Regions from separate parts of the Rattus norvegicus genome. Here region 1 is linked to region 2. Evidence: chromatin contacts called from public Hi-C data. All regions are on one chromosome and are shown on one strand. The core of a region is the stretch at or near the end of the contact, and the rest is flanking DNA. Distances in the headings are between cores, read along the strand shown. Region 1 has its middle 47 kb from the start of Car1. Region 2 holds the start of Car3 (carbonic anhydrase 3).

The links. A called contact is a pair of places that touch in the nucleus more often than the background predicts.
Region 1: a contact with region 2 is called in a Hi-C map of liver, with 2.9 times the contacts expected there. The contact joins the enhancer-like site here to the promoter of Car3 in region 2. A contact is called at or near these places in 2 of 12 Hi-C or Micro-C datasets (kidney and liver).

What each region holds. Positions count from the first base shown.
Region 1 is chr2:88,595,487-88,600,805 of GRCr8, reverse strand. No RefSeq gene overlaps it. Among named protein-coding and RNA genes, the nearest start is that of Car1, 47 kb to the right of the region's middle. Within about 2 kb of position 3,140, at least 3 of the 93 cell types and tissues checked have an H3K27ac peak or open chromatin away from gene starts, as enhancers often do. A contact at or near this core is called in liver, where this site is marked.
Region 2 is chr2:88,497,949-88,502,987 of GRCr8, reverse strand. Car3 (carbonic anhydrase 3) reads left to right here and starts at 2,514. Exons shown (of 7, transcript NM_019292.4): 1 at 2,514-2,557; 2 at 3,216-3,413. The coding sequence starts at 2,524.

The DNA of each region.
Region 1 (5,319 bases), core at 1,891-4,390, 97 kb before region 2:
CAAAGCTTAAGTCCAAGTGGATCAAGGACCTCCACATCAAACCAGACACACTCAAACTAATAGAAGAAAAACTAGGGAAGCATCTGGAACACATGGGCACTGGAAAAAATTTCCTGAACAAAACACCAATGGCTTATGCTCTAAGATCAAGAATCGGCAAATGGGATCTCATAAAACTGCAAAGCTTCTGTAAGGCAAAGGACACTGTGGTTAGGACAAAACGGCAACCAACAGATTGGGAAAAGATCTTTACCAATCCTACAACAGATAGAGGCCTTATATCCAAAATATACAAAGAACTCAAGAAGTTAGACCGCAGGGAAACAAATAACCCTATTAAAAAATGGGGTTCAGAGCTAAACAAAGAATTCACAGCTGAGGAATGCTGAATGGCTGAGAAACACCTAAAGAAATGTTCAACATCTTTAGTCATAAGGGAAATGCAAATCAAAACAACCCTGAGATTTCACCTCACACCAGTGAGAATGGCTAAGATCAAAAACTCAGGTGACAGCAGATGCTGGCGAGGATGCGGAGAAAGAGGAACACTCCTCCATTGTTGGTGGGATTGCAGACTGGTAAAACCATTCTGGAAATCAGTCTGGAGGTTCCTCAGAAAATTGGACATTGAACTGCCTCAGGATCTAGCTATACCTCTCTTGGGCATATACCCAAAAGATGCCTCAACATATAAAAGAGACACGTGCTCCACTATGTTCATCGCAGCCTTATTTATAATAGCCAGAAAATGGAAAGAACCCAGATGCCCTTCAACAGAGGAATGGATACAGAAAATGTGGTACATCTACACAATGGAATATTACTCAGCTATCAAAAACAACGGCTTTATGAAATTCGTAGGCAAATGGTTGGAACTGGAAAATATCATCCTGAGCGAGCTAACCCAATCACAGAAAGACATACATGGTATGCACTCATTGATAAGTGGCTATTAGCCCAAATGCTTGAATTACCCTAGATCCCTAGAACAAACGAAACTCAAGACGGATGATCAAAATGTGAATGCTTCACTCCTTTTTTAAATGAGGAAAAAGAATACCCTTGGCAGGGAAGGGAGAGGCAAAGATTAAAACAGAGACTGAAGGAACAGCCATTCAGAGCCTGCCCCACATGTGGCCCATACATATACAGCCACCCAATTAGACAAGATGGATCAAGCAAAGAAGTGTAGACCGACAGGAGCCGGATGTAGATCGCTCCTGAGAGACACAGCCAGAATACAGCAAATACAGAGGCGAATGCCAGCAGCAAACCACTGAACTGAGAATAGGTCCCCTATTGAAGGAATCAGAGAAAGAACTGGAAGAGCTTGAAGGGGCTCGAGACCCCAAAAGTACAACAATGCCAAGCAACCAGAGCTTCCAGGGACTAAGCCACTACCTAAAGACTATACATGGACTGACCCTGGACTCTGACCCTATAGGTAGCAATGAATATCCTAGTAAGAGCACCAGTGGAAGGGGAAGCCCTGGGTCCTGCTAAGACTGAACCCCCAGTGAACTAGTCTATGTGGCAGGGCGGCAATGGGGGGAGGGTTGGGAGGGGAACACCCATAAGGAAGGGGAGGGGGGAGGGGGATGTTTGCCCGGAAACCGGGAAAGGGAATAACACTCGAAATGTATATAAGAAATACTCAGGTTAATAAAAAAAAAAAAAAAAGAAAAAGAAAATATAATTGTCAAATCACTGAAAATCTGTATCATGCTCATTGATGGAAGTCTTAGTGTGTGGGTGCTATTCACCCTGAAAATTAATTCATAAGTATTAGACAGTTTCCATCCAAACACCACAGGATCGTTTCCAGGGAACCTGACAGGACAATCAAAGAATTAACATATAATAAAGCAGTGAACAAGTGTAGACTGCAAAACTAAGAAGAAAATGTTGAGGATTACACCAACAAAGACAAAAAAAAAAAAGTTGCTGGGTTGTTTTGTATGTTGTTTTTGAGTTCGGAAAATATTTGGGCAAAAGATAAAATAACATTATAATTCATAAGTAAATTAATTTACCCCCAAAATAATTTTGGGCTTAATTTCAATAAAACAATTAATTAAAATTAATTAATTATATAAAAATATTCACAGAATTTTTGTTTTTCGGAGCTGGGGACTGAACCCAGAGCCTTGCCCTTGCTATGTAAGCGTTCTACCGCTGAGCTAAATCCCCAACCCCACATAATTTGTTAACTATTGACAGGGATATACTGAATGCCCAAAAAACATCTGTTTCCAAAATATTATAAATCTTTGATGGGCTTGATGGCTTCCACAATACCAGTGCTCAGGAGAAATAGTTAGAGGATCAGGAATTCAAATCTTTTTTTGGGTACATAGTATAAGGTCAACCTGCATATAACCTCCTATCTCAAAACAGACAAACACCAACATATATAAAATTTGACAAGTTAACAGTGAAACCAGCACACAAAATTTAAAATTCTAATTCCACTTAAAAAAATTAAAACTTTTTTGAAGCAAGTTCTGATGTATTGATATTTTGACGATATGATTGGCTTTGAACTTTGAATCTCTAAGTTAACCTTAACTGCTGACCATTTTTAGCTTTTTGCTTCTTGCTCTTGATTCTCTTGTTTGGTGTATATGGTGCTAGACATTAAACGCAGTACTGGATGCCTGCTAGACAAGTAGTGTAACTACTCAACAGCCAAATTTACTTCCCATACACAGTAGTAGATTTTAAAAGGTAGAATATAGGATGAACAGTTAAAAACTTACAAGCATTATCTAAAAATGAGATTTCTACTTCAGTTAAAAATTGAATCCTTTCATTCAGTATTTTCATAGAAGAAAATGATTCCCAACTGTAGGAAGCTATATTCACTTAGAGGCGAAATGGATTAGTAAGTCGCACGTTATTTCTAGCCCACCTAAGATTCAAGTGCAAGGGTTAGGGTAAGTTGTTAAAATTGCACAATATTCCTTAGCTGTCACATGCAGTTGCTGTGAATATTCACTGATTTATGAAAAGTCCTGGAACCATAAATCTGAGCACATAAGCAAATAAGAAAGTGAACATTCACCTCTCTACTGGGAATGCCAGTTTGTTTTGTAAGAATCTATTTGCAAATTTCATCTTGCACATGTGCCAGCAAACAAGAGTGATGGCTGTGGGCTCACTCTTGCTCAACAACTCTTACTACAAGACTAGACTATTCCCTAGCCTAGTCAGTCTCCAGCATTGATGTTGGTATTACCCAGTAGCCTTTGTGTCGTTCTGTCACAGTTGCCTTTTGTTTTTAGAACACAATTCTAGAGACATGAAGAGATATTTTATTGGATAGGATCATGTTAGTCACCACAGCTGATATTCAGGTCTGATCTGCTGGTCTGAGTGTCTGATGCTGAGAGACAGAGACATAGTATGTTTTTCAGTAAATTTGTTTTTGCTTTTGTATTCTGCTTTAAGGACTCAGTATGTAGGATATAGCCTGGAACTCTCCTTGCTTGGTGTAATTACAGTCTGCAGCAATAAGGGGCTTCTCCAGTTGAAATAAGTATTTGTTTAGTCTTGAAGGAAATAGGCACCATGAAATCTGTCACTGGGGGTGTGAAAGGCACCATGATATATGCTAGTATAGCTTGTTCAGACACTACAGACATGGCTAGAAACATGGACATTTGAGCTAAGAAGTTAAAGATAAGTCTGGAATCTTAGGTTGGGACACATGCCAGGTCTAAGGAAAAGTTTTAAGAAACATCGAATTTGCTTCACTACAAGGAGGAAATGAAAGGTTTTTAAAATGTGCTTTGTGTGCATGGCATAGTTATGAGCCTGTAGCAATAGAAGCAGATGGATGAATTGGTGGGGAATAATGGATTTGGAGGAGCAGTGACTTCTTTTCCTAGTTTCAATGTAGATGTCAGAAAAATAGAGATGTTGAGAGGGATTGATGGAGAAGTCTGGATATATAGGTGAGCAGGAATGTTGTAAGTGCTTAAATGCCTTATTCCCCACCAATTCATCCATCTGCTCTTTTTATTTGACTGAACTCATTTGTATAAAGTGTTTTAATACTTTGAGTTACACAATAGTTATATTCTTAAAAGGAAAAGATTGATCTCTCCACTCCCCAAGAGTGTTTCTGCAGACAGATTCTCAGTGATGCTAGTCTGAGGTGTTTCTTTTTCTGCATGAGTTGCTCCCTGGCTGCTGTCTCCTTGGGTCCAAATTTGTCTCAGGTGCATCAGATCACAAGCATCTGGATTAGTGCAATACTAACCATTAGCTAGTATTTGTGTGTGTGTGTGTGTGTGTGTGTGTGTGCATAAATCAAATATTGGCCTCCAGTTACTTCTGGTATGATTCTTGTATATTTTGCCCAAGGGGAATATTTGAAATTTTTAAAATGCTTTAGATGGATGGTAATACTACAGAACAATGTTTTTGTCCTTCAAAATGATGAATCTGATTTAACTTAAAATAACTACTGTGTTGTTTTTCTTTGCTTCATTTAACCCTGTGTAACCTTTTGAAACTGATTGGGAACAGATCTATAAAAACAATAGCCTGACCTTGACTTGGGAATTTGGCAGGGGGTTCATATTTTCTTGTCTCTTTAAAGGCCCTTCTTATTCATGCTTATTATACGTATGGTCTCTTTGTAACTTGGCCAAATGGACCATAATCCAAATTCAGTTATGATGGTTTCTAAAAATGGTGCCTTAAATGAAGGGTATGAGAAGACAAACTTTGACAAGTAGGACTCCACATCTGCTCAACCAAACCAGTGCCTGTGCTCTGGCTCCAGTATCTGTTTCTGTATAGTTATAAACTTATTTTTTCCTTTTGCCTGCTTGTGCAGTTTGCATGCATATATATATATATATATAATGTATAGGGGCAAATATATACGTACATACGTGTGTGTGTGTGTGTGTGTTTGCATACATGCATGCACATGTGTAAGTGGAGGTCTAAAGCTGATGTTAGTTATCTTTGTGGTTGTTTTCCACTATATAATTTTTGAGGATGGTCTCTCACCAGATCAAGAGCTCACTAGGCAGCTTGCTCAAGGGATGTGTCTCTCTGCCTTCCGAGGGCTGGGATCATGACTGGTCATTACATCTGTCATGGGGATCCAGACTCTAGTCTTCATATTCATACCACACTGAGTCATTTCCTTAGCCCTCGAAATTTTTATTGTATATTGAAAGGTGAATTCTCATCATTTTAGGCAATTAGATCTAGCTATTCTCTTGGTACACTTCTCATCTCAGGAGAAGAGACTCAATAGATCATCTAGATCAACAGTTTTTAACTGTTGGGTTGAGGATC
Region 2 (5,039 bases), core at 1,265-3,764:
TAAAAATAAACGTAGTAAAACCTTATGCTCCAAAACACAATATTTGAGCTGAATTATAAAATTACTTCAAATCCTAATTCATGTTTTTCTTTTTTATGTAATACAAATCAAAATCTTATCAATTTTAATATTTTACATTCAGTTTAATAACATCACCTAGTTGACTTTGCCAAGGGCATCCTTTGCCTACCTTTCTCCTTTCTACCCCCCAATCTCTTCCTCTATTTGCATTTACTCATTTGGGGAGAAAAAATCCAAAAAATTGCCCAATGAATCAACTTTCCAATGATTCTGCTGGGAGAATGGCAGGAGATAATTATTAATAGCTCTTTTATTTTTCTCCTAGTGTTCTCCTACCTGTCTTGTTCCCTACTTGGAAGTATCTTTCCTTTGTGGATAAGCAATTTTGAAATATATAGTTAAGTAAGCTGCTATAACTCAGTACCATGAAGATGATAATGAGCTGATGAGGTTTTCTGAAAGGTTTATTTGAAGATGAGTTTAGATGAGGTATAATTACTTCTTTCTTTCTTTCTCTCTCTTTCTTTCTTTCCTTCTTTTTTCTTCCTTCCTTTCTTTGTGACAAGGCTTTATTATGTAGCCTTGGCTTTTCTTGTACATTGTTAAGGTGCAAACAAAGCATTTAAAAAGATACTCTAGGCATAAACAGTAGTAACATTATAATTACTAGATTACATTTATAATTCATTGTGTTTCTTACCTCAATACTCAGTATCAAATAAATAGTCTTGGTAACTATAAGATTTAGCTATCAGTCTCCTGATTATCCAGGTCAGAGAAAAGTTCCTGTCACAGCTGACAGCCTGGAATGAGACTATGGCTTACTCATACCAACCATCATGTAGCCATAACTTTAAAGTACCTCTATTAATCTCACACACAGCAGCAGCCATCATGGTGAGCTAGAAACCCAGGCATGCACGGCCCCTTGACTTAGAGCTAAGTTATTTGTTTCTCTGTGTTTGCTTGGATCTTCCAAACTAACTGAGGGCTCCTGATTCCACAGTGCTATTGTGTGGATCAAGTGATCCCTGGTCACAAAAATACCCTGAGACTGACTCCCCTGGCGTCCAGGTTCTGCGTGTGGTCAGCCATTCCACATACTTAGCCGATGAGCTGTCTTGGCAATGAAGAGAGATTTCCTTCTCAGGTTTTGTTACCCACAAGAAAAAGTAAACTGAAAAAGTCACTTTTTATAAAAGTAAAAGTTATAAGAAAATGCTTGCAGAAATCTTGTTCAAGACATTTCCAACACGAGGTGTATCTTTTTGGTCTCAAGATATTCTTGCCCAAACAAGTTTTTTTTTTCCATAATAGATGCATAGAATTGCAAACATCTATTATACTGGCTTCTTTCATGTGAGGCATAACCAGATATTTCTAATTATACCTTTGTTATGCACAAATGGGATATGCCAGTTTTAGTCTCCATTTATGTGGTTTACTGTATTACAAAACACACTAGGACTGAGAGAAAAAACACAAGACCCAACCGATCTCATAGACCTTTTCCTTTTTGTTTCCCTCCCTTGTCTCTAATTATGTCTTGGAGTGTGAAATTTTTATGTAGCATACTCTTTTTTGATGCTACTCTTTTAAAGCTTCAGATATTCTTGGTGTCCTGAGGTGAACAGAGCACAGCTCCCAGTGTGGTTCTGTCCCAGACTGCTGCTGAGTAAGGCTGGGGTGCAGAGTCCCTCCCTGGCTGACCGGGATTCTGTGCTGTGCTCCCGAGTCATACTAGACAAACTAAGTTAGGCTGGATGTGAAGCCTAGGCAGTCTACCTTAGAAACTCATCCCGTTAAGGATGTTGGGACCGGAAAGCATGCAGTCCCAGATTCCTCCTCATCTCTATTTCCAGGATTTTACACGTTTTCCGTAGGGGAATCACGCACTAGTCAGAGGATCAGAAGAGCTCTTTCCACCCTAACCGGATTCCTGCGGGAAAAGGAACTCAAGCGTCCAGAGACTGCAGCGGGTCCTTCATTCCGAGGTAAAAGTTTTCTGAGGAAGGCTGCAAGAGCCGTGGGTGCAATTTTTAGCTGCTAAGTAACACACGGGACTGCAGCCTGAGTCGGCTGCTCCTCCAGACCCCCAAGTGAGTGAAAATGGAGGGAACCAACGCTACCAAAGCCGAGCTCTTAGAAAGCTCAGTTGCTTGGTAGTCTGCAAAGGAAACAGAGGAAAGAGCCAGGGCTTTTGCAAGAGCCAAGAAGGGAGTCTTCTGTCCCCCTCCGTTCCCCCTCCGTGCCTCCTCCCTGCCCCCTCCTGCCACCCTCTCACCCCGACAGCTGTCCACCGCTTGTAATTCATTGGCTCCCCCGCCCCGCCTTCCGAGTACCACCCCAATCCAGTTTAGCCCCCTTCCTCACCCGCTGACCTAATAAGGCCATGCACACTGCAGGAGACCTATATAAAAGTGGGGACTTTTTGGAGCTTTTGCCGGACAACAGGAGCAAGCAAAAGCAGGAGCTGTCCAGCGCTGAGAGACAGGAAAGGCCATGGCTAAGGAGTGGGGTTACGCCAGCCACAATGGTGAGTGGGTCCAGGACACTACGGGTGTGCCTGCATTGCACAGGTGTGCAGGTAGAAATAGTTAAGAAATAGCATATACTGAGAGTTTTCTGGTGTCCTATGCTGCTTGTCTTTTAAACATGACTCACTGTTTTCCTTTCCACGGAGGAACCTGAAGCTCAGAGACGCACCCACTATCACTAGCTTAAGGTCCGATAATGTATCTGAGAAGTCATTCAGCCCAAAGTCAGGTTCAGTTGAATCTTATTCTGTGAAACTGAGCAGTGAGCACTTGGCCTATTTGAGTTCGGGGGGGGGGGGGCTGTAACAATCTCTGCTTCAATCAAGTCAGCTTTGGGAAAAAGAAGAAAAGTATCCTTTGCAAGCTACAAAGTATCCAAAAATATGTGATCAGTCTGTGATTCATTTCAAAGATAAGCTTTTCTGGTTACATGATTCTCAAGCCAGGGGAGGGAATGCAGAGATTGGCATGCTCTTTGAGCACAGGAAGCAAGGTTCTAAGTAGGTTTGAAATCAAAGAACTGTGTTGCTCAATTTGAACCAGAGACCTTCCTGTAAACACTCTTTGGCTTCTGTATAGTTTGCTGGCATAGTTCACCAGATAGAGGTCTTGGGCTTTACTATTAAATGAATAAAATCCCTGTCATTTACTTCCTAGGTCCTGAGCACTGGCATGAACTTTATCCAATTGCCAAAGGGGACAACCAGTCACCCATTGAACTGCATACTAAAGACATCAGGCATGATCCTTCTCTGCAGCCTTGGTCAGTATCTTATGATCCTGGCTCTGCTAAGACCATCCTGAACAATGGGAAGACCTGCAGAGTTGTGTTTGATGATACTTTCGACAGGTCCAGTAAGTATAGCACTTAGAAAGGGTCATGTGGGTGTTTTCGGTATCTAATGGCAAGATGCAATATGTGAAATGGTAACAGAATTATGGAAAGAGGGAGAAGTTCATTCCTGCAATGGAGATGACTTTAGACTTGGCTCTAGTTGTAAAGAACTATATTCACATCATGAAGAAGAATGTCACACCCTCTTGTTGCTGCAAAATGGCCATATGCCCATGCTAAAAGTTAGCAAAGCACTCCAGAGACAAAGTATGGATCAAGAGGGGAAGGCAGGGAGCCCACGTGGTCTTTCTGACCATTGAGAGACAACATTCTTGTGGTTTCTGAGTGGTATGGAGAACAGGCTCCCCCCAGGCTTCAAGAAATAAAATAGGCCCTCTCTTCCCTGCTGGCTGGAAGGAGGCTAATTAATGTGAAAAGGCAGGCCCACTATGTCAGTTAAAATAGCCTGGTTTCAGTAAGTATCTCACTGGTGTTAACGCAAAGAATCTTTGTAGTGAGTGTTTCTGATGTATATGACCACTTTTCCTTGGGCCAGTGTTAGTGTGAAATTGAAACATTCCTGGGAGGGAGGAGGGTTTTTTTTTTTTTTTGCCTACATTAGTAACCAATCTGTGACATCAAAGAAGACTAATCTGAAATATTTTGAACATTTGAATACTAATTTGAAATAATTTGAAATTTCAGAAAGGCTTGGTGGCTCATACCTGTAATCCCAATACTCAAGAGGCAAAGGCAAGAGGATTGCCACAAATATAGGGCTAACCTGGTATTCTGATGAGTTCCAGTCCAGCGAGGGCTATAGAGTAAAACTCAAAAATTGCAAGCTTTATCTCATTGCAAGTGAGTCTAACTGAGAATTAGTCTTTAGTAATTAAGAACGCAATTTCCTAATTAAGTTAAAATTTCCTTTGTTGATAAACATGAATGACCATTCTGGTGATGTCTTAAGAAATAATGATAGAGTGACATACAACTCCCCCTTCCAGGGTAGGAAGAGGGCAGAAGCTTACTACTTTTTGAGCAATTGTTATATGTTACTCTTCCCCATTTTTTTCCTTCCCTTAAAAGGTGAAGAGTCATTTAGGAGAAAAAAAAAGCAAACAATAACAACAAAAAATGAAATTAAAGATCATTCACCAAGCAGAAACACATAAAGTAGCTTTTTTAAAAGAAATATAGTTAAATGTTAGAGATTAATAATTAGATAATACATAGATAAATAATAAATAATTAATAATAAACAAAACTAATAATTATTAATAACTGAATAGTAATTAGTAAATAAATCAGACTCATATCCAACTCATAGCTATTTCAATGATTGGACAGGAAACTACAAAAAACCAAACCACTTCCTTCCCATCAAGGGATCAAGCTGGTTCAAGCCTAAAATTATTGCTTAAGTCTGCACTGTGGCGTTTCCTGTGTCATGGAGAGAAATCAAGCTAATATAGCTGCGATTACAGTGCTATTTGCATTGAACGTACCTTGCTACATCTTGATTTTTAGGATTTCTGTACCATTTTCATCATCCTTGGGAAGATATCTGAACCTTTAAATTACACTCCAGTGAGAGGAATTGAGAGCAAATTACATGGAAATTAAGATAACTGCCCAAACTGATG